Regions from separate parts of the Pan troglodytes genome. Here region 2 is linked to region 1. Evidence: chromatin contacts called from public HiChIP or PLAC-seq data. All regions are on one chromosome and are shown on one strand. Each heading gives the region's core, a stretch centred on a gene start, on an enhancer-like site or on the middle of the called end of the contact. The rest is flanking DNA. Distances are from core to core; before and after follow the strand shown.

Evidence for each region. HiChIP or PLAC-seq counts read pairs in DNA pulled down with a chosen protein or histone mark.
Region 2: a contact with region 1 is called in an H3K4me3 HiChIP or PLAC-seq map of stem cell-derived excitatory neurons, with 4 times the contacts expected there. The contact joins the promoter of LOC107974423 here to the promoter of GAB1 in region 1. A contact is called at or near these places in 1 of 7 Hi-C or Micro-C datasets (stem cell-derived neural progenitor cells) and 1 of 1 datasets of contacts at active chromatin or transcription factors (stem cell-derived excitatory neurons).

Annotation. Positions count from the first base shown.
Region 1 is chr3:144,789,873-144,794,392 of NHGRI_mPanTro3-v2.0_pri, reverse strand. GAB1 (GRB2 associated binding protein 1) reads right to left here and starts at 2,593. Exons shown (of 10, transcript XM_003310530.7): 1 at 1,738-2,593. The coding sequence starts at 1,809.
Region 2 is chr3:144,970,021-144,974,540 of NHGRI_mPanTro3-v2.0_pri, reverse strand. It overlaps LOC107974423, which reads left to right and starts at 2,135. Exons shown (of 2, transcript XM_016952276.2): 1 at 2,135-2,666; 2 at 2,760-2,860. The coding sequence starts at 2,135. The coding sequence ends at 2,860. It overlaps SMARCA5 (SWI/SNF related, matrix associated, actin dependent regulator of chromatin, subfamily a, member 5), which reads right to left and starts at 2,274. Exons shown (of 24, transcript NM_001271659.1): 1 at 1,883-2,274. The coding sequence starts at 2,059.

The DNA.
Region 1 (4,520 bases), core at 1,344-3,843:
AATTGAATTCTAAGCCCAAGAGGCAGGGCTTTTTTCCTACTGTATTTTGTGACCTTATGGTTGGTGTCTAATACAGTGCCTGGCATCTTTTGAGTGAGCCATGAACTAACCATGTGAAAGAATGAATTAAACCTATATTATCACTTTCACGTTCAGCAAATATGTTATTCTTTAATTCCTCCAAGAATCTGTTTTTCCTAAATTGGGCCTTCTCAAAACAAATATATTTATCTCCCTACCCCTTTCTCCCTTCCTTCTCTGTCTCACACACACACACACACACACCCCTACCTTTCTCTTTAGAACAGCTGGAAAAAAAAAACACTGCCTCGCTCATATTTTTGGAATAAAGTTAGCATTTTTACTAGGATATTCAGGAAAACTGATAGATGGACAGGATTTGGAGGCATTACACATCTCTGGAGAGCTTTCTTATGATTTGTGGCATCGAGTCTTTCAATAAAATTACTTGTCTATAATAAATTCTGGCAGAAAGTAAATCAGAAATTCACTGGTGAGTTGTCAGTGAAGTTAAATACTTCACTCTGTGTACTTCACTCTGTTCTATACAAGCAAACAGTGACTAACAGGATTAACCTGAGCTCTAATACTGGGTGTAGATATTCCTCAACGACAAACGGGTTCCCTTCGTACAGGCATTAAATTTATATTATATTTAAGGGGGCATAAATTTTGCTTTTGCAAACACATTTTACTAGAAAAATATTCGATCCAGATGTCAGCACAAAAGTGTCATTTCTTTCCTTTGCAAGGGAGCAGCAACAAAACAACCAATGGGGAGGAAGAATAAGATCCCAGGTCTCTGAAGAGGACACAGGTTTCCACTAAAGCAAGGTTGATACTTTCAAGGAATATTTTTCCTAACAGCTAAAACGGTTTAACACATAGCATCTTGTATCAATTACACAAACACCATTAAAGCCACTCTGGTTCCCTGGGAAAGGACCGCAACTGAAATCCCTTCTGGCTTCAGCTGTCCCCTCCTGCCGAGTTTGACAGCACATCCAAGGCGCCCAAACACCAGCCACTAGGCTCCCCCCAGCGCCCTCCTCTCGCAGCAAACCGCCAAGGCTCCCGGGCCAAACTCCAAAGTCCCTCAATTCAAAACCGCGAAAATGTGAACCCTGCTAAGCAAACGGCAGGGCGCGTAATAACTTTTCTTTCTTTCCCTTTTGCGCGCGTTCGATATGCTTGTCTCTACTACCAACTCCTCAGCTCCACAGCCCGCTTCCCGCAACCCATCTCGAGGGGCGGAGGAGAGGGAGCGCCCACCAAAGAAAGGGCTAGTGAGCCCTAAAACCTCGGCAGTTTTCCCGGTGCGGGAGCTTTAGCACACATCAGCCCAATAATCAGATGCAGGAATAAAGCAGGAAGAAGGCTCCTCTCTCCATCGCACCCCATCCTTCCTAAGGAAGAAGAAAAGCATGCAGCAGGAGTTTAGCTGGACGTCTAGGTCCTTTTATGGGGCGAACAGGCCCGCAAAGCAGGCTGTCTGGAACCTGGAGGAAGAAAGTTGTCCGGCCAAGTGGATGCCTGGGCGTGAGGGAGTGCAAGGCACCGGGTCCCGAGCCCGCCAGGGGTAGGGGCCAAGGGGAAAGAGACCGGCATTCGTTTAAGAACCAGCCCAGAGCGCGGCCAGCTGCAGCCGCCGGCGAGCCGACTGGGGAGGGGTGTGGACGCCGAGGCCCGCGGAGTGGTGCCCGCAGCTCTACTTACATAACGCTTCAACTTTTTCTCCGGGGGGGACTTGCGGAGCCATCCGGAGCAGACCACTTCACCACCGCTCATGGTGCGCGCGTCTCGGGCTCCGGGCCGGGCAGCTGAGGGGCGGCGGGCGCGCTCCCGACACAGCCGACGCCTGCCGAGCGCGCAGCGGCGAGAACCTAGCTCTCCTGGTCGCGCACCCCGGACGGACTGGGCGGACAGGCTCCACGGTGCGCGGGTTCCACGAGTTCGAGTCTCTCCTCAGCAGGCCCACGAACCTGAACAGAACGCGAGCCGGGGCCGCGGGCGCGCCAGCCTCCTTTCAGTGCGCCCGCCTCGCCTCCAGACGTGCCGTCTCGCCAGCTGCCTCAGCAGCGCTCGGACTCAGCGGGACTCTGCCCCGACTCGGTGCCGGAGCCTCTGTCCTTTGCGCTCCGCCCCCTAGGGACAAGACCTCCCCAGAGCGCTTTCCGAAACAGACACAGCGCTGCACACACACACACACACAATGCCCTGCGCGGTGCCCGCTCGCCCGCCCGCCCGCCCTCGGTTTCGATGCGCCCGGAGTGATCCTCCTTCTCTCTCCTCGGGGGAGGGTGGGTCACTTCGCGGCGCTCGGGGAACGCCGAGGAAAGGGGAAGCCGCGAGCCGCCTACGGGCAGCGGGCGCGGGGCTGGTCCCGGGTCACAGAGGGAGCCGCAGGGTTGGCAGCGAAGCGCGGGGCGTTTCTGAGCGGCGGGCGCAGGGAGGTCGCAGGTCAAGCCGGAGGGTGGGTCCGCTCTCGCGGCCGCCGAAGAGGGCGGGGAGCAGCAGAGGAACGAGGCGCTTGGCGGCTTGGCTCCTGGGAGGGATCCCGCTGTCCCGTCCCCTCGCGCTCCTCCCCCGCCGCCTCCCCCACCCCGGGGCGCGCGGCAGGTCCTGAGCGGCTCGGCCCCAGATCCCGATCCCTCCCTCCCTCTCCCGGCAGCCGGGCTCCCTCTTCCTCCCTTTCCTCCTCCCCTTCCCACGTTCAGGCCCGGCTCTGGTTTCTGCCCAGACTTTCTCTGAAACTCCGCCGGAGTGCTTCCAGCCAAAACAACAAGGGCCGGGGGAGGAGACGGACGAAGGGAGGGAGCAAGGGAGGGAGGGAGCGCGAGTCCGAGAGGCACCCTGGGATCTGTAGTTCGGGAAGCAGGAGCAGGGTCCTCCGCCGTCCGGCGGCCCCCAGTCGGCTCCTCGCTCGGGAAGACCGCAGAGGCCTCGGCTAGGGCAGAGGCACCGGGGCTTGGGCGCGGGGAAGACTGAGGGACATTCGAATGTTCAGTCCGGGGCTTGCCATCTTGACTCAGCCCGGTGCCAGTTCGGAGCCTGTGCTGTGCTCGAGATCAGGAGTTTCGAGGGTTTTCTTTACTTGAGAGCCTGAAAGGCAAAGCCGCGGGGAGACCACCATCCTGCCGGTCCCCGCCGCGCGAGATTAAAGGACAGACCAAGAGGGCGCGGGAGCTACCAGCTTGGAGGGGAGGACAGATGGGGACCCAGGGCTGGCCAGGGCTGGTCTCTGGAGCTGTTCTGCCAGAGTGATGGGGGCGCTTGGCGAGGCCAAGGATTTGGTTGGGTCCTATCTCTGGGACATTTTGAAGTCTCACACCCCTTCCATTTGTTGCCTATTCCACTTAACTTTGTATTTGTTTGAAATCTACTGTTCGGATGCTGGACTAGAAGAGGGACACTTGGCCGGGCGCGGTGGCTCACGCCTGTAATCCCAGCACTTTGGGAGGCCGAGGCGGGCGGATCAACTGAGGTCGGGAGTTCAAGACCAGCCTGACCAACATGGAGAAACCCAGTCTCTACTAAAAATACAAAAATTAGCCGGGCGTAGTGGCGCGCGCCTATAATCCCAGCTACTCGGGAGGCTGAGACAGGAAAATAGCTTGAACCCGGGAGGCGGAGATTGCGGTGAGCCGAGATCGCGACACTGCGCTCCAGCCTGGGCAACAAGAGCAAAACTCCGTCAAAAAAAAAAAAAAAAAAAAAAAAAGAGAGAGAGAGAAAGAAGGAAGGAAATTTACTGGGTACCCTAGTTCTATTTGCCTACTTCCTTGTGTGTTTCACAATTATTATACTGGTCCTGAGTTTAACATGATTCTGTAATAGAAACATCTTCTCCAATTTATTTGTGAAAAAGCCCCAAAGCAAATTTCAGCAGGTAATATAATCAGATAAAAGTGCTAAAAATATGACGACATAAATGAGCATTTCTGGAAAGACATAACTTCAGTCATTTTCTTATTAACACAACATTCATATTCTGAAGCTCCTCTGAGTTTGAAAATGTTAGATGATTGTAATAAGAAATTAGGTGCTGGAGTGGTGACAAGACAAAGGTCCCTGCATATATGGAGGTAGTGGCATAGGGTAGTAAGCAAATAAAGGGTCAACAAAACTACAGATTGAGACTCAGTCTCAAAAAAGAAAAATCTGAAAAAGCCTGGTTCCCACTGGGGTTTAGAGACCTTCATCTTTTGGCAGGCGCTTAACAGTATCACAAGGGCGGAACTTCTTGCAGATCTGGATGCACTTTTCAGGTCATCAACTGAGTAGTCGTGACCTTGGGTAAATTACACAATGTCTCTGAGTCTCAGTTTCCCGATATGTGAAATGGGAATTGTAACACCGATTTTGCAGAAGTTTAATGAGAAATAGAAATGGTAGTGTTGGCCAGGCGCGGTGGCTCACGCCTGTAATCCTAGCACTTTGGGAGGCCTAGGTGGGTGGATTGCCTGAGCTCAGGAATTTGAGACCAGACTGGGCAACTC
Region 2 (4,520 bases), core at 886-3,385, 180 kb before region 1:
ACACTATAATGTCAACCAAAAAAAAAATAAGTCAGTGATAAGATGGATAAAAAAATAAAATTCCTAATATTTCTATACTAGGAAGGTAAAAATAACTATGTTATTCAATAAATTGAACCGCCAAATATGTTTTTTTTTTGGTAAGAACATGGCAGAGCAAGATGGGTGGGAAACGGCTCACTTTTAACGGCAGATCCGAGTTTTATTACAGGTTCTACCTAGTAGAACTCAATTTCCCCAACTGGCAAATGAAAATATCACTAATTTAATACGGTAGTGATAACATCTATACTCACGTTTGAACTTAAAATCAATTTTCATTTAAAATAGCAACTTCAAGTCAAAAATGTTGACTTGCTTTAGGCTTAAAATTACTCTGCATTCAGATATTAATAAAACCCCTGGTGAAACATTCATTTTTCCAAAGTTTGGATGGCAGACCCCTTTGAGAAGCTGAGGAAAACTATAAACAGATTTTTGTAGAGAACTGCACATTTACACATAATTGCTTTGTGTCAAACCCCTTAAGCCTTGGAACAGAAATCCAAGTTAAAGAGCCCTAGTAACCCAAAAGAACCATTTCCTTAAGGAAAAAAAGGCAACACTGAATATATTTTAATTTGAAAGTAATCTTATCTTAATCACTCAAAACTACAGGAACTATCAGGAGTTCCTATGTCACTAAACCTACCCTCACCACTAAAAGTTCTTTAAATGATTACTAACATTAATGTTACTTAACCCCAGCTACCCAAATATAACTACTGTGCCAAAAGCCTCAATGGTAAATTACGCTACCATTTCCTTACTGTATAATGATTCTGCATCAAGACTCATCTTCGGAGCAGTATTACTTTCATTCTGTCTAAGGATAGGAAAATCCCAGAAATCTTTAGGCTCCGACTTACAAAATATCTCAAAACAGGTCGAAGGCCAAGAAAATAAAAATTGGAAGGAGCAATTACTTTGTCCCCAGATGCAAAGCCTGGAAGCATATCCAATTTACCCGCCTGGCAGCTTCCCCCATCTTTCCAGCCCCCTCAGTACTGTCAGCATCCCCTGCCCAACCCAAACCCATAAGTCTCGGCAGCGAGTGGTACTAATTTTTTTTTTCTTAAGGCCAGAGGCCAAAAAGAGAAAAGTGCCGGATTGAGAGCCAACCAACTGCGCCTGGTTCTCTAATTCATTCCTACACTTATTCATCCCCCCTAAATTAGATGGGGGATCCGAGACAGCTGCTGCTGCCTTGGTTGCTTCCCTTCCAGTGGAATAGTGCCTGGGAGGGGCCTTCTCTCCCTTCACAGAAGCAGCTGCGCCCCGCTTATCCCCACTGCGCACTCGGCCATCCAGCTCTCGCCATTGTTTCTGCCCACAACAGATACCGCCCCTGCAAGGACCGGGAAGAAGAAAAGGAGGCCCAAGTCCTCGGACGCGCTGCTTTTAAATGCCTCCTTCACCCCGCCCGTGCATCCCGCTCCTAAGGGGTCATCTCCTCGCCCTTCCCCGAAGTTTGGTGGAAACTAAAAACCACATTCAGAGGTAGGAGAGGGAATTATGGGAGTCTAGTGGGAAAAAAACGATGGGTCCCCCGGGCCACGGTAACCAAGAACATCTGTTCACTGAGAGCGTTCAAAGATTTGTCAAGATTCACGAAAGAGACAAATAATTTAAATGTGAGGAGCCAGAAATCCATTTTGCTTGGCTCGAATAGGTTAAGAACAAGGGAGCAAGAGTGAGAGCATCATTTCGTATCCACAGGGTGTGAAGCTGAGTCTGGTGCAGAGAGAGAAACCCGGCTCTGCGTCCGATCGCCACGATCCGGCGAGGGAGCCAGCTCCTCCTCCCCGCTGCACCCGCTCCCCATGCCGCAAGTCGCCCTCACCTCCATCTCGGCGTCTGCGGGACCCGCGCTGGCCGCAGACGCAACCGCCTGCGCCGCGACGCCTTCGGAGCCGCCTTTGTTGCTGCTGTTGCTCCCGCCGCTGGCGATCGAGGCTGCGGGCTTGGAAGGCGCGCTCTCGGGAGGCGGGGGTGGCGGAGGCTCGGCCGCGGACGACATGATGTTCCGTCTGCGTCACCCGCTGCTGCCAGAGGCCCGAGTCCGGCGGGGATGGACGGGGAGGCCTAGGCCTGGATGCTACGTCGCAATAAACTGGTGGAGGAGCGAGACTCCCACCCGAGCGCTCCCCTGCGCCGCGCCTCCGCGACGGGCCTGAGCCGGACCCAGGAGCTGCACACTCCCAAACGTTCTGCTCTTCCGCGGGGCTCTAGGTTCCACCGGCGCTTACCTCACGGCGGGAATCACGTCGACGGGGGTGGGCGGGGCCAGACGGGTCACCGAGGTCAAGGAAGGCCGGCTGATTTAGAGAAGGGCGGAGGGTTGGGGGGAGGGAAAAGGAAAACGAAAGAGAGACTGAGGCTGGGAAAACGCTTCGCCGCCTCCTCCTCTTCCTCTGGAAGATATCATCTATCTCGCCAGCATCCAGGACGACTACCTACGCCACCGACTTTCAACACTCGCGAGATTCCTTATTGGCTCACTGACTGGGTCCTGAGCGCGCATGCGCATACTGCCCTCCTCACCCTTGGCCCGCCCTCTTCCAGACCTCTAGCCGGCTCGGGAGAGAAGAGTGGGCGGGACCTCCAGGGAGCGCTCGGAGGCGTAGGTTTGTGAGCCGGCTGCTTGGCAGGACGCGAGCTCAGTGTTTTAGGCTTTCATAACGGCTGATGGTTCTCGCTGTGTCTTCTGTGCCTGACAGGGGTCGGCGGCACTACCGGAAAACTTGCCTGGGTTTTGCGCTGCCCATTCAAACGTGGAAGTCTTGTGTCTGGCCCCAAAACTTCTGCCGTATCCGCTTAGAGGCGTGACGCCACAGCCTTGACGACGTTATGGTTACCCCAAGTGAAGTCTCACGGTTTTTTGTTGTTAGAAAAAAAAAAAGTCCGTTAGTGTGATTTTTTCTTTTTTCTTTTTTCTTTTTTTTTTTTTTTTTTTGCCTTCTCATGTTAGCTGCGTCGGTTATTTCTAAATACCCTCCTTAGGCACAGAGTTAAATGATATTTCTTCTGAATTTATATGCCAAAGTTAAGCAAATAACGTGCACACTACCATGGAAGTGAGAAACACGAATAATCAATATATGGGGAAGATAGGTGGTGCGATGTAATCTTTTCCCCAAGCATCAAACATGAAAATTAAAACGTACATTCTCCTTAAGTGTTAACAAATATTCAGCACTGATTTTGTATACTGCCTTAGGCAGCCTTCAATGCAGCTTAAGGGCCTTGTGCATTCATCGCCTACAGAATTTAAATACATTGTAGTCTGTTTGATAACGAATCTGCATACTACAGTAGATTACCTGCCCAGTACAGGATCTTATTTATCTTTTTTTATTCCTCATACTCAGTATTCTCTAAATGTTTGTTGAGTAAAGGAGACACATTTTTCAAGAGTTGAGGTTTGAGCTAACTGGTTATGTTGAATTCCAAACAGAAGGGATCCCCTTTGAATATATAGCCTGCAAATTTTTTAACTAATGGAATGATAATTCTTAAATGGACATCTGGAAAAATGTCCCCACTCCACTAGAAATGCTAGTTCTTAGACTATAAGGAAATGTCTAAGGATATATGCAAAGATGAATACCTACAATGATGTTCATCATAGTCTTCATATATAACTGCAAAAAGCTAACAACAGTAGGCTGAATCCAGTATTAAAAGTTATGTCTTTAAAACTGTCATACACCCAGAAAATGAACTATTAACCTTTAACAACCATTAATGTAGAATAATGGTTGTTTTGTGTTGTTTTGTTTTCAGACAGTTTCTGTCGCCCAGGCTCAGTGCGGTGGCGTGATCTCGGCTCACTGCATCTCCAACTCCCAGGTTCAAAGGATTCTCATGACTTAACCTCCGGAGTAGCTGGAATTACAGGCGTGCACCACCACGCCTGGCTAATTTTTGTATTTTCAGTAGAGACAGGGTTTTGCTGTTTTGGCCAGGCTAGTCTCAAACTCCTGGTCTCAAGTGATCTGCTCGCCTAGGCCTCCTAAAGTGCTGGGGTTACAGGCGTGAGCCACCGCACCTAGCCAAAGAATGTTAATTTATAAAGTGTTAACTGAAAAATTTGGTTTAACAGTTCAAAAATGTAGATAAAAGTTGGAAGCATATTTACAAAAGTATTGAAACTGATCGTTGCTGGTTTTTTGTTTTTGTTTGTTTGTTTGTTTTTTGACAGTGGCTTGCCCTGTCTCCTAGGCTGCAGTGCAGTGTCACAGTCGTGACTCACTGCAGCCTCAGCCTCCTGGGGTCCAGCAATTCTCCCACCTCAGCCTCCCAAGTAGCTGGGACTACAGGTGCATGCCACCAAGCCCAGCTAATTTTTGTATTTTTTGGGTGTAAACGGGGATCGCCATGTTGCCCATACTGGTCCTGAACAACAATTAGGGCTCAAGACATCTACCTGCCTCAGTCTCTCAAAGTAATGGGATTACAGGTGAGAGCCACTGTGCCAG